Linked DNA regions of Danio rerio: region 2 is linked to region 1. A link is a contact called in public Hi-C data. All regions are on one chromosome and are shown on one strand. Each heading gives the region's core, a stretch centred on a gene start, on an enhancer-like site or on the middle of the called end of the contact. The rest is flanking DNA. Distances are from core to core; before and after follow the strand shown.

What was found. A called contact is a pair of places that touch in the nucleus more often than the background predicts.
Region 2: a contact with region 1 is called in a Hi-C map of embryo, with 1.8 times the contacts expected there. The contact joins the enhancer-like site here to the promoter of ebf3a in region 1. A contact is called at or near these places in 2 of 18 Hi-C or Micro-C datasets (embryo and gastrula embryo).

Annotation. Positions count from the first base shown.
Region 1 is chr12:44,515,267-44,519,579 of GRCz12tu, forward strand. ebf3a (EBF transcription factor 3a) reads left to right here and starts at 2,579. Exons shown (of 16, transcript NM_001080602.1): 1 at 2,579-3,192; 2 at 3,444-3,600; 3 at 3,921-3,984; 4 at 4,258-4,313. The coding sequence starts at 3,059.
Region 2 is chr12:44,580,007-44,584,357 of GRCz12tu, forward strand. The region is part of intron 6 of ebf3a (EBF transcription factor 3a); the gene reads left to right. Among named protein-coding and RNA genes, the nearest start is that of ebf3a, 64 kb to the left of the region's middle. Within about 2 kb of position 1,320, at least 14 of the 62 cell types and tissues checked have an H3K27ac peak or open chromatin away from gene starts, as enhancers often do.

The DNA of each region.
Region 1 (4,313 bases), core at 1,329-3,828:
GGTTAGTACATCTCCCCAAATAAGATCTAACATGGGCAGACAGAATAGAGCTCAATCCGCAGCGTTCACTTTAAAGAAATAAAGGTTCCAGTTAGAAACATAAAGCTTTTATATGTCATGTTTTCAACAAAAATTAAGAAATAAGAGTGATTATTATATTATAATGTTACATCGACATTTTAAAAATAAAAATCAACAATTAAATATCTAAATATTTAATACATGAATATTTATTATTATTATTATTATTATTATTATTATTATTATTATTATTATTGGCTAACTTTTTTCTCTACATAAAATGTTTTATGCAATATTGTAGCTGCGCTTTTAATCTTCCACATTTTTTGCATAACAAAAACTGACATCTGACACTTGCGAAATGCAAAAAAAAAAAAAAAAAAAAAACGCAATTAAAGCCGTTCTCCAAATAAACATGCCGGATGTTTCGTGTCATAAAACAGAAATTTGTCCCGCACCTTATTTTCAAACGGCGTGGAGTGAAAGTTGCTGAATTAAAGAGCGCATTTTGCACGCTTTGGCTCCGGGCTCCAGATGAGCCTCAGAAATGAGCCGAGATGGATTCAGGCGAGCAGCTGATTCTCCAGTCTCCGGCCAGATGGCTTCTGAACACAGATTTGCATTCATTTTCGCCTAATATCTTCCAAAATAGAGGGGCAGCTGCATTTGTTGTCAAATAAGGTTTAAAACTCCTTTTTAGGACGGGATCGTTACCTACGCGATGGGATTGTTGAACTTCTCTAGTCAACAGTATCAGATTTAAAGGGATTTAGACTAAAACCCTAATTTGGTAATCAGATTGAAATCGCTTTGGTGTGTAATCTGTATTAGAGATACTGCAGATTAGGCCTAGAGTTAGCAAACCTGAAATATTTATTATGGCAATATACAAGAATAACAAAATTATCATTTGATACAAACGTTAAATGATAATAAAAAAAAAAAAAAAACAGCACATGCCAAATAGGTCTCCGGATGCATTAGATTTATTAGTACACGCGTCATTTTTTTTTCTTTTTTTGAGAACAATGATTTATAATAACATTTCACGAGATTAAGATGAACGTATAATAATAATAATAATAATAATAATAATAATAATAATAATAATAATAATAGTAATTACAATAATCATTCAATGGCTAGAGTGTCATTTAACATTAGTTCACACAGGCATTCAGCGTATGCATAGATCAAAGTCAATGCGAATCATAGACACACACAAAAAAAGCATATCAATCTTAAATTGTCGTAAAATATAATTTTATTACTTACGTATTTAATTAGACGACGATGCAATGTGATGGATTTTGAGTCGAGGCAAGAGCAACAGCTTTGATAATTCACTTATCTTTGGCAATAGTCATTAACCCCCAACACTAGCAGAATAGATTGCTGTGTAAAACACATCTCTCTTCTCCTCTCTCCGTCCATCCATCCATCCCTCCCTCCAGCGCACATGGTCCCCAGATAACCAACATCGGACTTCCATTTTCTCCTTTTAATTCAAATATTAACATACATGCAGAGTCTGCCAATATCGAAGACACGAGCACCTTAGCAAATGAAAGAAAGAAAATGACCCTTATTGTCCCGATAAATGATTATATTTTTATTACAAAAGACATCCTACTTCTTGCGCATAGAAGGAGAGGGTGGACGCAATGTTTCCCCCGAGTCCTTTCACAGTTTCAGATGTAATTCTGCAATAATTTACAAAATTAACGCGTGTACGCGCTAGGACTAGGAGTTTGGCATCGCCTCGGCTCGCTCCACGAACGCAGAACGCAAAGTGTGTTTTAGGTTGGAGCAGTCAATGTTGCCATAATTTAGGACGCGCGCATTACGCCATTATGCAGATGCCCAGGGTGTTTATTATAAGGAGCATCTAGTCTTAAAATGCCAGTGCACCTTCTCGACTTGAGAGTAATCAGAGGAGAAACCGGTGAATCGATTTGCGTTTGTCAATTAGGCGCCAGGGACGTTTGGCACTGTCATTGCGACGATGGCCTTTCTGTTTTCTTTTTAATTCTGGAAAGCTGCTAGGAATTGGGTGGTCAGTGCTCCTTTTTTTATTATTATTATCGTTATTATTTCTATCCCCCCAACCCCACCACCCCCCTCTTTTGCACTCTATAAACTTGCATGGCAGTTTTAACCTCGCAGGATATATAGTTCCTGCGCGCCGCGCGCTTTATTTGCCGGCTTTCATTATCATTCATTTTTTTGTTCCTCTCTGATGATTACTTGACATGATGTTCACTGGAAAAGCAGCAGCAGCGGCAGTGACTCCACTCGCGTACGTACTCACGGTCCAAGCTTAAAGCCCAGCGACAGGAAGCGTCAATCCTCTCCATGTATGGGCAAAGCCCCGCCCACGTGCGCGTCATCCTCTGACAGCGTGGATCCCGTGGGTCTGGAGTTTTTGGCTCCCGGGAAAGGTTCCAGTCCTGGGGGATAGAGGGTTGAGTTTTGTATGCTTCCATCCATTCTGCAAAGACGCGCTAAAGGCCCCTCATCATCCTCTCCCGTGTCCGGGAACACCTCCACGGTGATCATTTACGCGTTTATTTGTCTTTTGGAGCCAGAAGTGGTGGATTCAGCAGTGTCCCGAAGCCTTTTTTGATGCTGTTGTTATAGGATGCCACCAAGCTAAGAGCATCATCACCATCATCATCATCATCATCAACAACAACAACAACAAGCGAAAGTTGCAAGAAATGTTTAACTGAATTAAAACAAGTCGAATATCCCGGCTATTTGCGCGACTTGTTCCACGGGAGGATCTCTCATCTATCCAAACAAGCTGCTGGAGAGGCTTGAGAATCTTTTACGCGCTGAATCGTTCATGTGGTGCCAACGCAGGACGGACTGAAGAAGGAGTCGGGACTGCTTTTTTTTCTCTTCTCTTCTTTTCGACAAATCCCAAACAAACTCTCACGGCTATCCGAAGGGGCTCTCGGAGAAACGACGCGCCCTCGCTCACACTCTCATTTCATCTCTTTGGCTGGAAGTGGGTTGCACGCGAACTGTTTTAATGTTTGGTATTCAGGAAAATATACCGAGAGGGGGAACCACTATGAAAGAGGAACCGCTGGGCAGTGGCATGAATCCGGTCCGATCGTGGATGCACACGGCTGGGGTGGTGGATGCGCACACGGCCGCCCAGAGGTACGTTTGCCAAATCATCCGATTTTTTAATGCATTTCTCAGATCGACCCCTAAATCCCCAATATGCCATGTATCAATTACACTCTCCCCATGCACCTCTTCGCCGCTTTCCCCTGTTCATTACATCATATTACAGTTTAAGTGACAAATCAAGAATTCTCCCATGTTTTCATTCTATCTACATCTATCTGTATCTCAAGTGTGTACGCCTGTTGTTTTAACCCACACTGGTGTCTTGTTTTCCCCCGCAGTGGAGTTGGTCTGGCACGGGCGCACTATGAGAAACAACCGCCATCCAACCTCAGAAAATCCAATTTTTTCCACTTCGTCCTGGCGCTTTATGACAGACAGGGACAGCCAGTGGAGATCGAAAGGACAGCTTTTGTGGACTTTGTGGAAAAGGAGAAAGTAAGCGCCACTCTGGAATACTGCTTTGAATTTTCAGCTAAAAAAGTTCCACATCTAGAATCTTTGGAAACACGTGCGCCGTAAAGCACTTTTGACGGATATCACAGAAAAGCAAAACACTAAACTAAATAGATACATGCATTACACACATTATTGCCGGGGATTGATACAAACTAGAAGTAGAGTTGCTGGATGAAAGCGTAAATGTGTTTCGGAGAACATGCATACAGACAAAATGCATGCATTTTATAAATATACAAAAATAAAATCTCAGCATTCCAGTAATGCCAATCTGACCCCAAACAAATGCTTATTTTCAGGAACCTAACAGTGAAAAAACTAACAATGGGATACATTACAAACTACAACTATTGTACAGCAACGGTAAGTGTAAATTTCTCTGTGTAGATTTACAAGTGTTTTCTTCACTCAGTGGAGTCATATTGACTTACATTTAGTTTACTTAAAATATGTTCAGTTTATTCCACAAATGTATTTCTAGTATAAAGCAAACCTTCGATTATAGTATATATAAATATTTTAAATAGTACATTTCAGGAATACATTCTGATTTTTTTCCCCGAGGAAACTTTGTGTAGATTTTTTTTCCTTCACAAGACTTTTTCCACATTGAAAAACACAAATAATTTCCCACAGGCGTCAGAACAGAACAGGATCTTTATGTACGGTTAATTGATTCCATGACAAAACAG
Region 2 (4,351 bases), core at 70-2,569, 63 kb after region 1:
CTGACCAAAATTAATTTCCTTATTAAATTAAGTGTGAAATCAAAATTGACTATGTTTATTTTTTATGTACATTGCTATTATTTAGATAAATAATTAATTTGTGCAATTAATCCACAAAAAACAATAATAATTTTGGTCAACTTTAAAGTTGAACAATTTGACTGTCCTCTTATGACATCAGTGTGATGGTTTCAGCTACAATATTCATAGCCACGCCCCTCTAACCGTTAGTTTGCCACAAGTGAATGATGTGCAAAAAAAAAGCCCCACCTCCTACTCAATATTCGCTTGTTAAATCGGCTTCCGGGTCCAAGCGCTATATCAAACTGTATGGCGAGACTCATCATATGGTAATAATAAACGTTTACAAAGTAATACTTTAAAAAATCACGATCGCAATATATATGTCCGTGCCTAATATCCGATGGCCGGAAAGTGATACATTTTTTATAAATTGTTAAAATAGAGATGTTTGTAATGCAGCAAGTCCAGAAACTGATGTGTAAACCACGGTTTTATATAAAATTCACTTAATTACTGTGTAATTTGACTAAAAAGTAATTATAAACAAATATTTTCTCAATTTAAATGAGTAGCGGCTTGACCCTAAAACAATATTTCATGTCACCGATATATCACAACTTGACTTAAGCAGATTGAGAGTATGTTAACATACTGAAATAAAAGTCTCGGACATGTCCTATCCACTCAGGCTTTAACTGTTATTTAACCATTTAGAGCAGTGTTTCTCAACCACGTTCCTGGAGGACCAACAACACTGCATATTTTGGATGTCTCCTTTGTCTGTCACACTCCATACAGGTCTTTTAGTCTCTGCTAATGAGCTGATGATCTGAATCAGGTGTGTTTGATTAGGGAGACATGGAAAATGTGCAGAACTGGTGGTCATGGTTGAGAAACACTGCATTAGAGTTAATTTATTAGTTTTTACAAATTTGTATTAATTCCCGTTACATTTCCTTACATTCAAATCACTACCTCAATACAAATTGAGCAGATCTCCACTGAATTTAAAGCCATTCTACATTATATTTCCGCACAACCTTGCAGCACACACACACACTTGTGTTCAGATCTGTTCATATCAGAGCCTCTTGTCTGGGCAGTGATAAATAGACCAGGGTTATCATCTCTTACTCTCTCCCACTCTCTCTCTCTTTTCTCAGCCTCTGTCAGTCTTATGAAATAAGTGTTTTGTGGTGGCACCGAGCAGCCCTGGGTCAGGGTGTACTTGACTGAGAGACGGATGCGTATTAAGATAAATCACTCCGCGGAACAGCTGCAGAGGCCGAAGGTCACACATCAGACTCACCCTGCGCCGACTTCCTGCTTTACCGCTGTCAAAGGCCAAAGTCTGGGCCCCATATATCTGTACCATCACCACATCAGCCAGTCTAGCGCCTCTACATCTATATCCACTCGCTCAAGAGCAGTCTGGATATCCAGTGTGGTGCAAAAGTATTAAAGTACTAGCAAAAATGCTTTTTTTTCTATGCTTGTTGCAAGTTGTCCTTTTTTAGACGCATTTGCTATGTACGTAAAAATTAAGCAGACAAAATCTCAGTTTTGCTTCATTGGGAGCATGTATTTTCTATTAGCTTAAAGGGATAGTTCACCCAAAAATGAAAATGTGCTCACCATTTACCTCCCTCAAGTGGTTCCAGACTTTAATAAGTTTCTTTATTCTGTTAAACACAATATATATATATATATATATATATATATATATATATATATATATATATATATATATATATATATATATATATATATATATATTGAAGACATCTGAAAACTTGCAGCTATTAGCTCCATTAGTTATGTTTCCATCCAAACTTGTGGATTAACTTTCAAGATGTGGAAATAAGGCAGCGTTTCCATCCCATGAGTTAAAAATTCCAGATTATCTGGCGCCAAATATCAACTGGAAAAATGCAATTTGCTGCTTTAAGAGAAGCAGCATGAATCTTTTCTTTATTTAATAAATGACTTGCACCTCAGAAGACAATCCTGACACACAGTGAACACGCGGTGATGTCAGAGCAAAGATGCTCCTAATTCTGGAGGTCATTACTAATATAATAACACTAATATTGAGATAGTTATGGAATTTTAGAATGACCAAAACAACATTTCAAATGTTTTACAGTGTGCTCAGCCTGCTGGTTTGTCCATTAGCACACATTTTTATCATCACATGATCGCTTAAAACAAAGTTATATTTAATACACACACTGGAGTTTGTTCAGTAAAAGTGTTTCCATCGTAGTTTATGTGCATCTTTTCCTATCGAATAAAAAGTTTATCCTCAGTTATATACAGTTAAAAGATTTATGCACATCTTGGTGTTTCTATCAACCATTTTTTTTAGGTGCATCTCCAAATGAATATTAAATAAAATCGCATAAAATCGGTGGACGGAAACTTAGCTATCGACTTAAATAGTTTTCACGACATTCATTCTTCAATGGTAGGGTGTCACACCAAAATTCATCCCGCCACGGCTACATTACATCTTCTCATTCAAAACCTTCAGTCGCTGCATTTTTAAAATTGAAAAAAAAAAATGTTTATAGTGGGTTATAGTCAACCAAACGTTGATAACCAAACTAAAAATGTAACTGAATTATAACAGAGCCACCTTTTCTATAATCGTTTATAGCCGTTTCACTTTACTTCAAGATGCATCAATGCCAATCTGTAGGTCTATTAGAGATATTCATAAATATTCGTACCAAATCCAATAAATATTGGAGACATACTCGTCACATACACTTCACTTCGCACTTCAGTAGTGTTCATTTGAGAGCGCACAAGAACAGAGTATATAGAGGAATCAGAGAGTGAAATTCAATACCTTTTAAGGTATTTTTTAAGACTCTTTCCATACATTTTAAGACGTTATAACCACTTTAGGTTTCAACTGGAAACAATGGCGACATTTACCTTACAGTATATTTACTAAATATTAATGTAATCTAAAACTAAAACATTATTCATATACTGAATAAAAATCTATTTAATATAGCTAATTCAGTGTATAGAACTACAAAAATAATGGTGTTGGCTTCGTTACTGTGGTAAACAAAGCAGCAAATCTAGCAGGGTTTTATTAATTTCATAAACTACACAGCATCCTAATATTTGCAGATTTAATTCAGGCAACTTTAGCACACAACCATAGATTTCAAAATCAAAAATATTATAAAATTTAATACCTTGCAAAATAAAATTTAAGACTTTTCAAGGGCCTTAAATTTCTGTACATTAGTTTAGCAACTTTGAATAGTTTTTAAGACCCCACGGAAACCCTGAAGAGAATCTGTGCTTGAGCAGCCTTTTTTTTAAGGGCGTGCAAGTTTTGGGTATGAACAGAGGAAATCAGCACACAAACAAAGACAAACATGCTCGTGTGTTACATGAATATGATCTGGACTTTGTAATACTGTGCTCACAATATTTATCATTGAAATAACACCATAGGTAGTTGGAAGATCTGTGTAAAAGGCCTGCCACCAAGGCTGGAAAAAAATCCTAGAGGAAACACTGACTTCCATAGTTAGAGAAACTTTTTCCAGCTTTTTCTAAATAAACATTGGCTCGTGTAAAGGGGAGTAAAAGATGACAGAATTTTCATTTTCAGTTTAAACCAACTTCCAGTGGTTTTCCTCACTCCAGCCAAACTTAAAGCTAAAGGCCTCAAGTGACTTCCAGACCCGACTGTAGACCAATCCTTTCGTAAACGTCCACAAAATGTCACGTAGCGTTTGGGGAAATATACCTGCGCTCTCATTCATAACACCTGCTTTGTATTGCGCTTCCCAAAAAGCGGCACCATCATCACCCTAATTTCTTTAAGAGGGGATTCATGCAACATTGCACTAAGTGTTTTAGAAAGCATAATTGCCATGCAAATTCCAATCAGCGAGATTTATGATATTTATTTATTTATTTTTTAAAGAGGAAATGTTGTTTTCTGTCGAGTTACGCAAGCATTCATGGATTTAGCCGACAGCTGTTTAGCAGCGTATTATTTTGGCGGAGAGAAAGCGAGAGAGAGAGCGAGAATGAGAAGAAAGACAAATCTTTTTTCGGAGGCATAAATGCATGACGGAGGACGCGTATTGTGTTTACTTGTGAGAAAATGAGGGGAGGCAGGTGAAAAATATGTGTCTGTACTTGTTCAGATTTAAGACCCGCAAATTTGCACCCTATTTCAATTTGCCTGCGTGAGGCAGCAAGTGCAAATAGCTTATTGAGGGTGAGATTAAAGCAGAAACGGAGGAGAGGGGCATAAATCTGACAGGGCTGACTTGTACCGTCATGTAAG